2 separate regions of the Sus scrofa genome follow, and region 1 is linked to region 2. A link is a contact called in public HiChIP or PLAC-seq data. All regions are on one chromosome and are shown on one strand. The core of a region is the stretch at or near the end of the contact, and the rest is flanking DNA. Distances in the headings are between cores, read along the strand shown. Region 1 holds the start of CLK4 (dual specificity protein kinase CLK4). Region 2 holds the start of LOC100620238 (zinc finger protein 454).

The links. HiChIP or PLAC-seq counts read pairs in DNA pulled down with a chosen protein or histone mark.
Region 1: a contact with region 2 is called in an H3K27ac HiChIP or PLAC-seq map of alveolar macrophages. The contact joins the promoter of CLK4 here to the promoter of LOC100620238 in region 2. A contact is called at or near these places in 1 of 47 Hi-C or Micro-C datasets (epiblast stem cells) and 1 of 2 datasets of contacts at active chromatin or transcription factors (alveolar macrophages).

The regions. Positions count from the first base shown.
Region 1 is chr2:79,726,936-79,733,802 of Sscrofa11.1, forward strand. It overlaps CLK4 (dual specificity protein kinase CLK4), which reads left to right and starts at 2,525. Exons shown (of 13, transcript XM_021084353.1): 1 at 2,525-2,682; 2 at 5,725-5,885. It also overlaps the pseudogene LOC106507310.
Region 2 is chr2:79,546,119-79,553,813 of Sscrofa11.1, forward strand. LOC100620238 (zinc finger protein 454) reads right to left here and starts at 3,856. Exons shown (of 3, transcript XM_021084340.1): 1 at 3,739-3,856.

The DNA of each region.
Region 1 (6,867 bases), core at 1,275-3,774, 180 kb after region 2:
GTAGTCATTCTGGTGTTGGTAGTAGATTCTTAGAAACTTTGATTTTTTTTTTAAGTCCTCCAACCCAAGGTGTTCATTTTCCAGGTAACTGATTTAATAGAACGGGTTGAGGTGCCATGGAAGATTATTAAGCCAACTAGCACAGGGATTCTGGGTGTAAATTTCTACCTTTGATTTAATCCAACTTGAACCAACTGAGCAGCTTATGTAAACAACCTACAAATATGTACTGAGTTGTAGGTGGAGAGATACCAATGATAATACAAACCAAGTCCTTGTCTCCAAAGCACACAAGCCACAAGAGTACCTGGGAACACCATATGTATAACAGAGAAATGCTAGTCATAGGACATTCTCAATCTCCTTCTGATCACCAGTTAAATATTAGACCTTTGGTGGCACACTTTAATTAAAATACTCAAAATGACACTAAAACAAGACAGCAGTAACTATGAAGCAGACTCCCCTACTGGGTGATATTGTTTTGCAATGTCTGTAAATCCCTCTGTAGGTGGCCTTTCCACTTGGCTGTCTTTTAACTTTTATATTGCTGTTTGAGCAAAACTGTGCTGTCCTGACCACAATATCATATCCTCAAAAGACAAAGATCTTTCATGCTCCAGCAAAAAAGGGGTGATTTTCTCTGGTGCCAGTTTAATTTTGGCCTCTGTATGCCTCAAGTGGAGCCCCACTTTACCTTGCAAGATGGTTCAGTCCACTCAGCTCAACATTCTAACTGTTAGATGTCCCTGAAATAGTATGTGTTAGTTGTAGAACCAATACATTTCACTCTATGGGCAGAATTGGTCACCATATTTTGGAAGCTCCAGGTACACCTGTGTGCCTTGGCCAACTGTTTGAGGACTTCATCTCTAACCCATGTAGTCAAGAGTAGGGAGAAGGATGGGAACTGATGTAGGCAGGAACGGATGGACCTCGAAGGATGGGCAAGATTTAAAATTGTAGATGCAGAAATGGTGACTGTTCCAGCTGAGGAGAATGACATTGCCTGTTTCATTCTACAGCATAAAGAATTTTCACTTCCAAGTAATCTTTTCAACTTCACTTCTTGAAGTGCGGGGACAATCTCCATAACAATTCAATTTATCCAAAGGAGGTTGTACAAGTTTCTGTGATGTCATATCACGAAATAACAGTGCCCTTCTTTCACTTAACAAGGTTAAAAAGTACAAGGTACAGACCCATATAATTGGGAGGTTCAACTCTGCCCTCCTATATTTGATTTCTGATTTTTTTTATTGACTGTTTTTCAGAACGTGAAATCCCCTTGACACTTTTCAGTACTAGCAGAAAAGTTCCTGACTCCTTCCTAGCATTTGGCACTGTAAGCTTTCCCTCCTTTAGGCTTGCTCTGACACCATACTCTTGGCTCTCCTCTCCTTCTGGTCATTCCTGCTCAGGCTCTCTGTCCCTTGAAATGATTTTGGCTTTCTCTCTTCTCTCTCTACAGGCTCACAACGGCAAACTAGGGATTCTTAGAAACTGCAAAACACCTTGAGGTAAGCAAGCTCCTTAATGGGGCTTACTAGCTCTCAGACATTATTCTGCCTTGGTTAAATAAAACTGACCCATAGGGACAAATAATGTGGTAACCTTTGTTAGGGAAACTTCCAGCTACCAAATCCTGCCCAGGCACAACAGGAAAAACCTTGAAAGGAGTCCCAGTTTAAATTTCTTTTGATATTGTTGTGCACAGGCCTTAAAAAGATAAGCACCCCTGAGCTTATTTCCCGAGACATTCTCTTCGAGCCCATTTTTAGACAGAAGTTCCAAGCGACTGAATTACACAATCTCGTTCACTGAACTGCCCCCAGCGCCAACCTGGGCCTGGCACAGAGCGGGTCTGGGGGCTTATCTCTCTTGTGGTGACTGTGTCTAGAGTTCAGGTCCTTGGGTAGGCGGAGGGCAGGCAGCCAAAGTGCCAAAGGCTGAAGAGCAGAAAAAGGAGCCATTGTTGGCTTTGCCTAGAGGTGCTGCCTTCAAAATAACTCGTCCTGGAGTTCCCCTCGTGGCTCAGTCGTTAACGAATCCAACTAGGAACCATGAGGTTGCGGGTTCGGTCCCTGCCCTTGCTCAATGGGTTAACGATCCGGCGTTGCCCTGAGATGTGGTGTAGGTTGCAGACGCGGCTTGGATCCTGCGTGGCTGTGGCTCTGGCGTAGGCTGGTGACCACAGCTCCGATTAGATCCCTAGCCTGGGAACCTCCACATGCCGCGGGAACGGCCCAAGAAAATGGCAAAAAGACAAAAAAAAAACCCCAAAAACTTCTCCTGAAGGAACAGACACGCCACAGCTGAGGCCAGTGCGCCGGCACTCGCTCCAATTTTCACCTAGACTCCAAAAACGAAAACAACCTAGGGCGTCGCCTGAGCTCCGGCGGGTTTCGGGGCGGGGACCTCCTGCCCCGCGCAGACGCGTTGCGGCGGACCGGGCCCGCCACTGACGTCACAGGAGCCCCGCCCTTTAGGGGGAGCGGCGGGAGCGCGCGAGCTCTGTCACGCAGGCGCGTTCGCGGGTTGTAGGTGGTGCTAGAGGCTGCCGGGGGGTTGTAGGGAGACGGCGCTGCCGCCATTTTGTGGGGTGTTTGTCGCAGCGCCTGTAGAGAGAAGACGGCGGTTTGGCGGCCTTTCGCGGCCAAAAGGCCTTTTGCTTTTGCGGAGGTAACGTTTCAGGTGGGGTGTACTGGGATGGGCGGCCTCCCAGTCTTATAGGAGTCAAAGCCAGGTGTCGGAAAAACGACCGGGTTCAAGGCCTCGGCGACCGGAGTTCTTTCGCGGCACAACTCTGCTCGTGGCTTTTAAAACCTGAAGTTGCCCAGATGTCATGGTAAATTTAAAGTCCTAGGGCGGAAAGACCTCGGCTCTGCTGCTTATTCTTCACTGGGAGCTCAGGCTGCTCGCATCAAGGCTGCGGAGGCCTTTGCTCCTCCCGTCGGCCACAGCGAGGACCTGTCGGGAGGCCCTTCGAGAGCCGCGGGGGGTTGTGTTGTGGTAGACCCAGCGCTCCCCTCTGTGCCTGGTCTCGGTCGCCGGTAGCATTTGGGTGTTTTCCGGAGTCGCATATCTGTCCCTGTCTGTGAGTGAGCCAAAGGCCCTGGGCGGGTAGGCGGGGGTCGGCGACCGGGCGTCCGAGGAACTGCAAGTCTGCAAGTCCAGGATGGTGGAAATGAGCACGGGAGAGGCAGAAATACTGAGAGGCTCATCCTTTGTGCGGAACTGTATTTTTCCTAAGGTGGAGCTTACCCTTGTGCGGCAGATCTGTATTTCTGATACTTGTATAGCTTGCTGTCCTTGATCCTTAAGCAACCGCTATATGCTTGTCTGAGCCTTAAGAAACAGCATTCAAAACTGCCTGGGTCAACCACCTGGTCCTATTTTATAGCTATGTTTGTGTGATTGTGTTCCATACATACAGCCACAGGCTTCGGCTTCTTGTTATTTATTAAATGCAGTCCTCTTGGATCCATCTAATTGTGATATTTCTAGCCACATTAAATATAGAGAGAGTGCATAAAATTGTCCGCATAAGATATGTCAATCAGAATGCTCACTTAAATCAATAATATAGAGTGTTAAAGGGCAGTAGAGAATCAGATTCCTAAGATGGATATAAACCCGTAGATTTATTCTATCTGCTGTTTTTATTGAAGTATGTCTGGTGATTATAACATGTAGGATTCTTTATTAATTAGAGATGGTGTAACAATTCTAGATTTTCTTTTTTGTGTATGCGAAAGAACCTTGTCTGTGTAACCAGGGTTTGGGATTTTTCTCTTGGTCTCCTGAGGTAATATTTCTGAGCATTATTAGTTGGGGGAGGGGGGCAGAGGACGCACAGGGGACTTCCTAACAGTTGAATTAAAAGTAGTGAACTTAGCTAGAGAAATAAAAACCTTTGGCTCTCCCAAGATGCTTATTCTTAGTTTATTATTTGCATATTGATAATTCTAGTTAAGAATTCTGCCTTGTTACAGATGAGCCAGTTATGGCTGACAGTAGAAGGAAAAAGCAAAACCGAAGTAGGCACATATATTTTGCAAAAACTGCATTGTAGTAGTCATAATAATACCTTTAGTCATCAGATGTTGTAATTTTGCTTACTATAATTTAAGAATGCTTAACTAAGCAATTTTAAAGAGTTCTATGTGGTTAAAATACAGTTTGGGTAATTGAAGTGTCAGGAGAATTCCTCTAGAAAGAAGAATTTTTTTTGATGGCATTTCTGATGACCTTTTGACTCAAGTTAATTTGTGTGTCATTTATTTCAGTTTCCCATATTCAGGTAACTCTGTGTCAAATCAGAATGCTCACTTAAATCAATTTCCAGTAAAAACCCTGAGTAGAGTTTTAAGAATTTTGTTTTACCTAACCAGTGCCTTCTCTTCCTTTTTAAAAGCAAGCTGAAAGAGAAGCTACATTATTAGAAGTATACTTGATGGGCATAGAAATAGCATTAGCGAGAGAAGTCACTGAAAAAAATCTGCATATTTGGTGGCTAGATTTTCTTAGGGAATACCTCACAGGAGATTTCTTATTTCAAAGTCTTTTTTAATCCGTTTGAAATCATTTAAATGTTTACCTGGATTTGTTTGCTTGTTACTGAGTCATTTGGGCAAACTAAAGGAGGTAAATGAACTAAGCTGGTTTGCTCTTATTTACCTTTTTTCAGCTCCTTGCTGAATTGTGAAACTCCCCCTGTTCAGCAGTTTGGGTATCATTGTTTCAAACTTAACTGTTTTGTGAAAGAATTAAGTAGGGAAGAGGGAGATCCTGATCCTGAAAGAACCTATAAGGTTGTAGATGGAGTCAGGAAATTTTTGCAGTTACCATCTGATTTTAGTGTGAACATGTTCATCCTTATAAGTTCATTCCCAGATCTACAACAAATATGTTTAATTTTAAGAATGGCTGCAGGATGATCTGAAAATAAATATGTTGGATAGAGAAAATGAGTTCAGAAAATACTCTTTTATTGCTCTTTCTGTGGAATATTGTGTTGCATTTATGCCCTGTTTATTTTTGTTTTCAAAGTTTGGAGTCATTCTGAGATTAAGAAAAAGGACCTTTTTTTGAGTGAGAAAAATAAGCTTTATTAATGGCTTTTTACCTTTAAAACTAAGTTGTCTCCTATATTTAGTATCCCCAAGTGCTTCTCTGACTCCAGTTATTTGTAATACAGTATTTTGCCAAAGATGCATGACACTTGTGATGTTCGTTTTAAATTAGCTCAGATTTAAAGTTAACGTCAGTAACTTAATAATTTGATAACATCAACAACTTAATTGGCAGATCAGTAATAATTTAACATAGAACAACGATGGTAGAAAGAAAGGTAATGATAAAAATAAAACCAAAAAAGTTATTATTTCTAGCAAGGTATTGTTGTTTACTGAACGATGGCAGTTAGCAAATGTTAGTTGAACACAAGCATCAAGCTGAGAATTTATGCAGAAGAATTGGAAGAAAATATATTAAGGTCTCACAGTGTTACCAATCATTTAGTACTAGATCTGCATGCCACTTAGAATCATCTGACATACCGTGGAATAGTGCCCCCATGTCTTGGAAATGCTACCTGCAAATATTTTAGAACCTCTGTGACCCCCCCATATGCTGAGTGTTTTTATATTAATATAAAATATTTTACTGACTAAACATAACCGTCTGTAACTTCCACAACTCACTTTTCATTTCCATTCATAGATGCGGCATTCCAAAAGAACTCACTGCCCTGATTGGGATAGCAGAGAAAGCTGGGGACATGAAAGCTACAGTGGAAGTCACAAACGGAAGAGGAGATCCCACAGTAGTACACAAGAGAACAGACATTGTAAACCACATCACCAGTTTAAAGAATCTGATTGGTAAATTGCTTTTTAACTAGTAGCATTTTAACACTAATAGTTTTAATGCTTTGTCATTAGCTTATGTAGCTTTCATCTGTCAAATTGTTTTCTAAATTAGTTTAAAAAATTCAGAAAATATTTACTGAGTGCCTATTAGTTACATGCTAGACACTGTAGATGCTGAGTTGTGAGTAAAACAAGAGTTCTTATCCTCATATCTTTGTCAGGGAGCTGTAGGAGACAGCTAATTGAGTCCCAGCTGCCAGAAATGTAGTTGGGGGCATTGAGACTTGAAAGTAAGTTATGATTGCTCACACAAAAGTAAATGATTAAAGGACTGGTTAGCGCCTTTATCTTGTTTGTAGGAGAGCACTTGTTTAGGGTTCCACGAATGAGAGTTCAGGGGCAAGGAAGAGTTATCCAGGTGAGAAAAATATCTTGTGCCATTTGAGTGCCTTGGGGATTAGTCACTTAGACTGTATCCTGCAGGTTTTATTTGTAGATAAGACCAGTGGATGGTTGGATTTTTTAGAAGCTTGACTATTTTAAGAACCATTCTTTTGCTTAGGCAGTAGCCAGTAATTTTTAGGGAAAGGCCTCAATAAAAATTTCTGATAGCATGTGTCCTGTTTTACTGTATTCTAACCAGTGTAAAATTTGGAGGTAGTACATTTATATAGAATTGAAGGAGTTTTAAAGTTCCTAAATAATTAAACAAAGGTTAGGTGAGTAGAGTGTCTTTCATTCTGTCCTCCATTAATATCCCTTTCTCATTTGTTTTTGTTGGTTCTATGTTTTCTCCTTGTTTTGTGCAGATGTTCCATTGGGACTGTTTGCCAGATTGCTTTCTAAATTAGCCAGCTGGGGTTACTTTAAAAAACAGTATGTAATTTTTTTCCTTCTCCATGCTAAAACAGATTTGTTCTGCAGAACAGTGAGCTTGTTCATTGTCAGTGCAGACTAGTCATTCTTCATCACACGTTATCATTTGGAAGAAAGA
Region 2 (7,695 bases), core at 2,606-5,105:
AGGATGTCATGATATCCTAGTTTGTCACTTCTCTGAAATTTATAAACACATTCCCAAACCAGTTATACATAAATAATAACTCTGTAAAGTTTACTATGGAAAGGATTTTTTTTTTTTTAAGTTAATTGTGTTATACAACAACAGGCAGGGCATTTCTTAAAGGGAATAGTGATGAGCGAGAACTTTTCCACAAGACATTATAAAGCCATGATAACTGGAACATGGTGTTATTCAATAAGCAAAATTACTCCTTCACCAAATGTATGGTTGACACCTACTGTACCAGTCACCATTAAGGCAAGGGATGAATATATATATATATATACACACATATATAAACTCCTACTCTCATGGATATTATAGTCTTAACAGGGGAAAGGGTTAATGGAACAAATTAAAATCCTACCAACACAACAGTTCAGGAAAAAATACATACAATGAAGAATGAATGACTCATTAACATGGAAAAATAGCTTACTATTTGGAAAATAAGAATTTGCACATAAAATGAAACTCAAGTATTGAAAGAAAATATGAACATTTTTAAGACATATGGAATAGAAGACCCCCCCCCCAACAATGATGCCAAAGACCCTAATAAGAAGATTTCCTGCTCTGAACATACGAAAATATATTTCTACATAGAAAGGAAATATACTTGTGTATCAGTCACACAATTTAAAAACAAAATGCAGTTCTCCTGCGGGCAGACAGTAAAGGCTCCAGCATTGTCACTGCAGTGGCCCAAGGACTTCCACATGCCATGGGCCCAGCCAAAAATTAAAAAATGGGTGTTCCGGAGTTCCCATCGTGGCGCAGTGGTTAACGAATCCAACTAGGAACCATGAGGTTGCGAGTTCGGTCCCTGCCCTTGCTCAGTGGGTTGATGATCCGGCGTTGCCGTGAGCTGTGGTGTAGGTTGCAGACAAGGTTCGGATCCCACGTTGCTGTGGCTCTGGCATAGGCTGGTGGCTACAGCTCCGATTCGACCCCTAGCCTGGGAACTTCCATATGCCGCGGGAGCGGCCCAAGAAATGGCAAAAAGACAAAAAAAAAAAAAAAAAAAAAAAAAAGAGTGTTCCTGTCGTGGCGCAGCAGAAACAATCCGACTAGGAACCATGAGGTTTCAGGTTCATCCCAGGCCTCGATCAGTGGTTTGCCAAGAGCTGTGGTGCAGGTCAAAAAGACTTGGCTTGGATCTGGCGTTGCTGTGGCTCTGGGGCAGAGCGGCAACAGCTCCAATGAGACCCCTAACCTGGGAACCTCCAATGCCAAAGGTACGGCCCTAAAAAGACAAAAGACAAAAAATAAAAATAAAAAATGGAGCTCCTATTGTGGCTCAGAGGGTTAAGAACCCAACTCATATCCATGAGGATGCAGGTTTGATCCCTGGCCCCACTAACTAGGTTAAGGATCTGGTGTTGCCAGAAGCTGGGGTGTAGGTCACAGATGCATCTCGGATCCCCTGTTGCTATGGCGTAAGCCCCTAGCCTGAGAACTTTCATATGCTGCATGGGGGGGCCCTAAAAAAAATAACAGTAAAAAATAGAAAATTTTTTTAAAAATTTGATTTTAAAAAGAGAGTATAGGACAGGAGGTATCAAAGCATTTCAGTATGACCCAGAAATTTCACTTGAAGAAATTTACAGAATGAGACAAGAATGCATATATATGTAGCCAGATAGCCTATATAGTTTATAAAACTAGAAAACAAAAAAGAACACAAAGGCCTTAAAGAAAAAAGTATAGCAGACATCCTCATGTTCATTCACAACTGTTCTTAAAAATTTTTAAGTAACTATTTTCAAAATATTAAGTTTATTCTGCATTTTAAGTGGTACTTACACAGATAAAAACGTTTATTAAAAAATAACAGAGCGTACGATTTGTGCACTTTAAACCCCTTACAAATATATTCCATAACTCAATCTTATTTGGCCACATCCTTGGCACAAGGAAGTTCCTGGGCCAGGGATCGAATCTGAGCTGCAGCTGCTATCAACAGATGCTGCAAGGCCAAATCCTTAACCCACTAGGCTGCCAGAGACAACACCAGTTCCTTAACCCGCTGGGCAGAAACTCTCCAAAACTCATTTTTTAAAGTTAATGGAGAAAAGTATACTAATATCCATTTATTTGTTCAGAGGTATTTCTATGCTTATACACATATAACAGAGTGAAGATTTTCAAGTGATTTTCTTCATTTTCATTCCTCTGAATCTTTCAATTGTCCTATATTGACCTTTTTAAAAAAAAATTTTGGCCGTGCCCACCGCAAGTGTTAAGTTCCGGGGCCAGGGATCAAACGTACGCCACTCCTTTTTTTTTTTTTTTTTTTTCCTCTTACCAAAAAAAGTTCACTATAGGCGTTCCCTGGTGGCGCAGCGGGTTAAGGATCCAGCGGTTGTCGCTGCTGTGGCTTGGGTTTGATCCCTGGCTAGGGAACTTCCGCATGCCGTGGGCGCAGCCAAAAAAAGGGGGGGGCGGGGAGAAAAGGATTCCCTCAAGTAGAAATCTGCTCAGGATTGGCCTCCTCATTCTTAATGAGATATGAATTAAGGGGAGTCCATGGCATCGCCCCTCGTAATCAGAGGGCCGTCCTGAGCTACCGCTTACAAACTGTAACAGAGCAGGACCCAAGGGGGCCTTCCCCGGGGACAAGCCCTTCCCCCATAGCTCCCCCCCACCGCCGCCCCGGCTTTAGCTTCGCTCTCAAGTACCTAGACAACAGTAAGTGAAACACATTTCCTGAGTTGTTTTACAAATGTGAAACCCCCGACCACCACCAAATAGAAGGTGTTAATTAATTTCTTGATGACTCCGAGCACGTGGCCGGACCCCCCCCACCCCCCACCTCCTGGAGCCTAAGGACTGGTAAGGTTAACCCCTGTGACACCACCCTGTTAGCTCACCATCAACCAATCAAAGAATTCAACTGAAGCTGATCCCTTACCCAGAGACAACCCCACCACCACCACCACCACCACCACCTGGCTTTTAAAAAATATGCTTTATAGGAGTTTCCCTGTGTCCTAGCACTTAGGATTAAAGATTCCGCGTTGTCACTGCTGTGGCTCGGGTTCAGTTCCTGGCCCCGGAACTTCCGCATGCCACGGGCGCGGCCCAAAAAAAAAAAAAAAGAAAAACCCTTTACAAAACCAGTTCGGGGAGTTCGGGGCTTTTCAGAGCACGAGTCACCCATCTCCCTGAATGGCCGCTGACAATAAACCTTTCTCTGTTCCCAACTCCTACGTTTCGGTTTGTTCGGCCTCACTGCGTGTTCTCCCCCACGAACTTGCCACGAAGGGCAGGTGCCGTCGCCCGGAGACCCCTCACCTGGTCCCGCATGGTTGGAGACTTTCCAGGAGAGTCCCAGGGAAAGCCCACAGCGGGGAGGAACCCAAGTTCCCAGCGACTTCCAGAACCTTCGGCCCCTCACCGGCCCCTCAGCCCCGGGGCCGCCAGGCCCAGTTCCCTACCCTCGCCGCTGCCGGGACAGGTGGCGGAACGACGGCGTCTAGCCCCTCAGCTCTTGGCGTTCCCACCCGGCCGGGCTCCCAGGGCGAGAGGAGGCGCACCTGGAGCTAGGGACCCAGCGCTGCGCAGGAGTGGAGGTCGCGGCCCATAGGCCGCCCGCCCTTGCCGCTAAGGAGCCTCGCCGGGCCGGGCCGGACTCCTCCTGCCCAGGCCTCCAGCGTCCGCCTGCCCCGGCGTCTCTCGCCACGGCCCAGTACTCACCCTCTCCCTGCTGCCGCGGGAGAAGCCAGCCGACGAATACGTCCCAGCGCGGCGCCTCACTACAAATCCCACAAAGCTGCCCGGGCGCGGCGCGAGCGTCGGAATGCGCAGGCGCGGGCCCGCCACGGGGGTTGGGTGGGAGGGGCGCAGGGCGGTGCCAGTGGACGGAAGGTGGTGGCTCCTAGGATTGGCTACGTCGCTTTGGTGGAGATGTGGCTTGGCAAACCGGGAGGGGACTGCGCGGCGACCTTACCCAAGCTACCCTAGAGAAGCCTCTCGTTAGAGCCTGTCGGTTCCTAAGCCGCGGGTAGGGGAGAAAGGGCAGACAGGCGAAGCAGGCGAAGCCTCATTTTCCTTCTCTGAAATAAAGGGAGCCTAGAGGAGTCCTTTGCAAAGTTGTCTGGAGAGTGAATGGATGTAGAAACATACCAGATACATAGCGGGCTCTCCATGAATGGTGATTACTGTAACTTCTTTCTAGCTCAGTGTATGCTCTATTTGCCTTAAAAGCACCCCTGTATAGAATGCAGGAAAAAAAATCTCTGGTAAATGTGTGGCCAGAGTTAGTTACTCTAGATCTGCCTCTGGAATTTGGAGAAGTAATGTGACATTTGGTTATTTGATCAATATGGTAGCTTAGATTGTAATATCTGCTTTTCCAAAAAGAACTGCTAGTTTTCTGTACCTCTTTCTGTTGGTGTGGCAAAGACTCAACCTTTGACCAAGCTTTAGGAAGGTTCTGTTGAACCCTTTTCTCTGTTAGACCTCCTGCTTGGGCCCAGTCCTTTGCTTGTGGAGCCCAGTTTTAGCAAGAATCCTGCTAAGTCAGCTTTCCTTTTCTTCCTTTTTTTTTCCTTTTCTGTCTTTTTAGGGCCGCACCCGTAGCATATAGAAGTTCCCAGGTTAGGGGTCAAATTGGAGCAGTAGCTGCCGGCCTATGCCACAGCTACTGCAACTAGGGATCCAAGCTGCATCTGTGACCTACACCACAGCTCACGCAATGTGGGATTCTTAACCCACTGAGCAAGGCGAGGAATTGAACCCATGTCCTCATGGATATGAGACAGGTTCGTTACTTCTGCACCACCATAGGAACTCCTCTTTTTCTTTTTTTAAAGAATCTCCCATTCTCTTTTTTTTTTTTTTTTTAATGGCCACACCTGCAGCATATGGAAGTTCTTGAGCTAGGGGTCAAATGAGAGCTGCAATTGCCAGCCAAAGCCACAACCACAGCAACACCAGATCCCAGCCATGTCTGTGACCTACACCAAGCTCACAGCAAGGCTAGATCTTTAACCCATTGAGTGGGGCCAGAAATCAAGCCCATAGTGGGGTTCATTTCTACTGAGCCACAAAGGCAACTCCAAGAATTTCCCATTCTTGATATCTGATCAAATTCCTCATCCCCTACTCTTAATGTCTAAGTCCTTGGCCTTTGGGAATCTTGTTAGGCTAGATTAGCAAGAATCCCCTGTGTTTTCTGTCTTCTTTTTCGTGATTTTCCATCCACTGACCTCTCCTTACTCTGCTTGTTGGAGCTGTAAATCCTCAGCTCTTTGCAATATTGGAGTTGAGTTCAGTTTTTACTGAAGCCTCTTTCCCTTTCTGCAGTAGTACTGAATAAAAGAAGTTCTCTGGTGGCCTAGCAGCTAAATGATCTGGCATTGTAAAACTGCTGTGACTCAGATCATTACTGTGGCAAGGGTTCAATCCCTGTCCCAGGAACTACTGTGTGCTCCAGACATGCCCCCCCCCCACCAACAGTACTGAATAAATCATGTCTTGGTGTTCCCTCTGTGGCACAGTGGCTAAGAACCCTACTGCAATAGCTCAGGTCACCCTTGAGGAGGCAAGGGTTTGATCCCTGTCCAGGTGCAGTGGCTTAACCGGCATTGCCCCAGCTGTAGCTCAGGTTCAGTCCCTGGCCCAGGGAACATCCATATACCTCAGGTGTGGCCATTTAAAAAAAAAAGGCTTTAGTGTCCAACTCTATTTCTCTTTGAGAGCTGTCTGAGCTATTTTAAAATATTGCAAAACATGAAAATCTTCACAATTCATTTAATCAAGTGAAAGTAACCCAGACAGAACCAAAGTAAAAACCTACCACTATACTAAGACAAATACCTTGAATTAGTTGCTCCAGGACTATAAGGTCATTCTTACATTAGAAACAGCATACATTGTGGTTGTTCTGCTAGGGAAATGGCCCCTGATTAAACCCTTAAGAGAGTGTACAATTTCCTAACAAGTAGGCAGAGAGGATGGAATAGGGAGAGAAACAAGGACCCAAAAAACCCCAACCCCCTGAAATCCAAAAACCAACAAATGTAAAAATTTAGATAAGTAAAAAATACATAAGAAAATAGTAGCAATAAATCCAAGTCTATTAGTAATCTCTACATATACACATAGACTGAACTTTCCAGTCGAAAGTACTGTGAGACTACAGTTTTGGAAATCTAGCTATATGCTAGACAAAAATACACAAACCTCAAAAGTAGAAATTTGGAAAAAGATATACCTGGCAAATACTAACTATAGGAAGTTAGCATAGGAGTTCCCTGGTCTCTTTCTCTCTCTTACACACACAGACAAAATATTAAGGCCAAAACTATTACTAGAGGTAGAGAAGATACTGTTTTATACAACAATAACAAAGAGTTAATTCACCAAGAAAAAAAAGTCATAAAGTTTTGTGTCTTTAATAATGGAGATTCAAAATATATGCAGCAAAAATTCACAGAATAACAGAGAATTGACAAATCCATTATTTTTAAACTATCTCAGTAATTGATAGAATCCTCACCCCCCCCAAAAAATTAATAAAGATATGGAATAGCTGAAGAGCAAAGCTATGTTTGATTTAATGGACAAATACATAGAATATTGTATCCCAAAATTAGTGAAAACACAGTTCTAATCATACAGTTACAAAAAAAATGACCTCAAGTAGTCTCAACACATTTCAAAGAATTGGTAAGAATAAGTACCACATTTTTTACAGTGAAGTTAGACATATATATTTCTTTAATTAGACTTGTTTTTTTAAAGACCAGAAGCGTTTTTAAAGATTTTGATAGGGAGTTCCCATTGTAGCTCAGTGGAAACCAACCCAACTAGTATCCATGAGGACACAGGTTCGCTCCCCGGCCTCTCTCAGTGGGTTACGAATCTGGCATTGCTGTGAGCTGTGGCATAGGCCAGCAGCTGCAGCTGCAATTCAACCCCTAGCCTGGGAACTTCCATATGCTGCAGGTATGGCGCTAAAAAAAAAAAAATTGGTAAAGGGAATATTTAGAGATTAGGCTTGTGACACTGACAGATTCTCCCCTTGACCAAATTCTAATGAGACTCCTCTTAAAACCAAGCAGGGCCCAGGTGGGCTACTGGGCACAAAAGCCTTTCTATGTCCCCCATATCTTGTCAGTAGGATGAAGGCCTCATTCAGCCTCCAAGACCTTCCCTGAGTTCCAAAGTGCAGGTTCACACAGTTGCTAATCAGGGAAGGGAGGGGATGCAGAGACCAGGGAGGAGCCGTCAAGAAACAATGGTGCAGCCTTGGGGCAGGGGCCTGGTTTCTCCTCCAGGGATACACTTAACAATATCTGGATATCTTCCAGCTCTTCTGTAGACTTAAAACCCCCAACAAGTGAAAGATGTTGGCTACTTGATGAAGCATTCTTCATTCTAGAAAGAAGGAAAACCACCAGAACCAGTCCTGGGACCACTAAAGACCAGCTTTGAAGCAGGTGAGCTTGTCTCTACCGTGATCTTTAACTGTGGCCCTGCTTTCCACTATAAGAAACCCTTCCTGTTCTCTCCCTAAGGAGGGCACAGTTTTTCAGGCCTTAGCCTGCTGTGACCTCCTTTGCCTGGCAAAGAAATAAAAACTTTTTTTTTTTTTCTCCTTCATCCAAAACGCTGTCTCATTTTTATTATATTATTATATTTATTGTT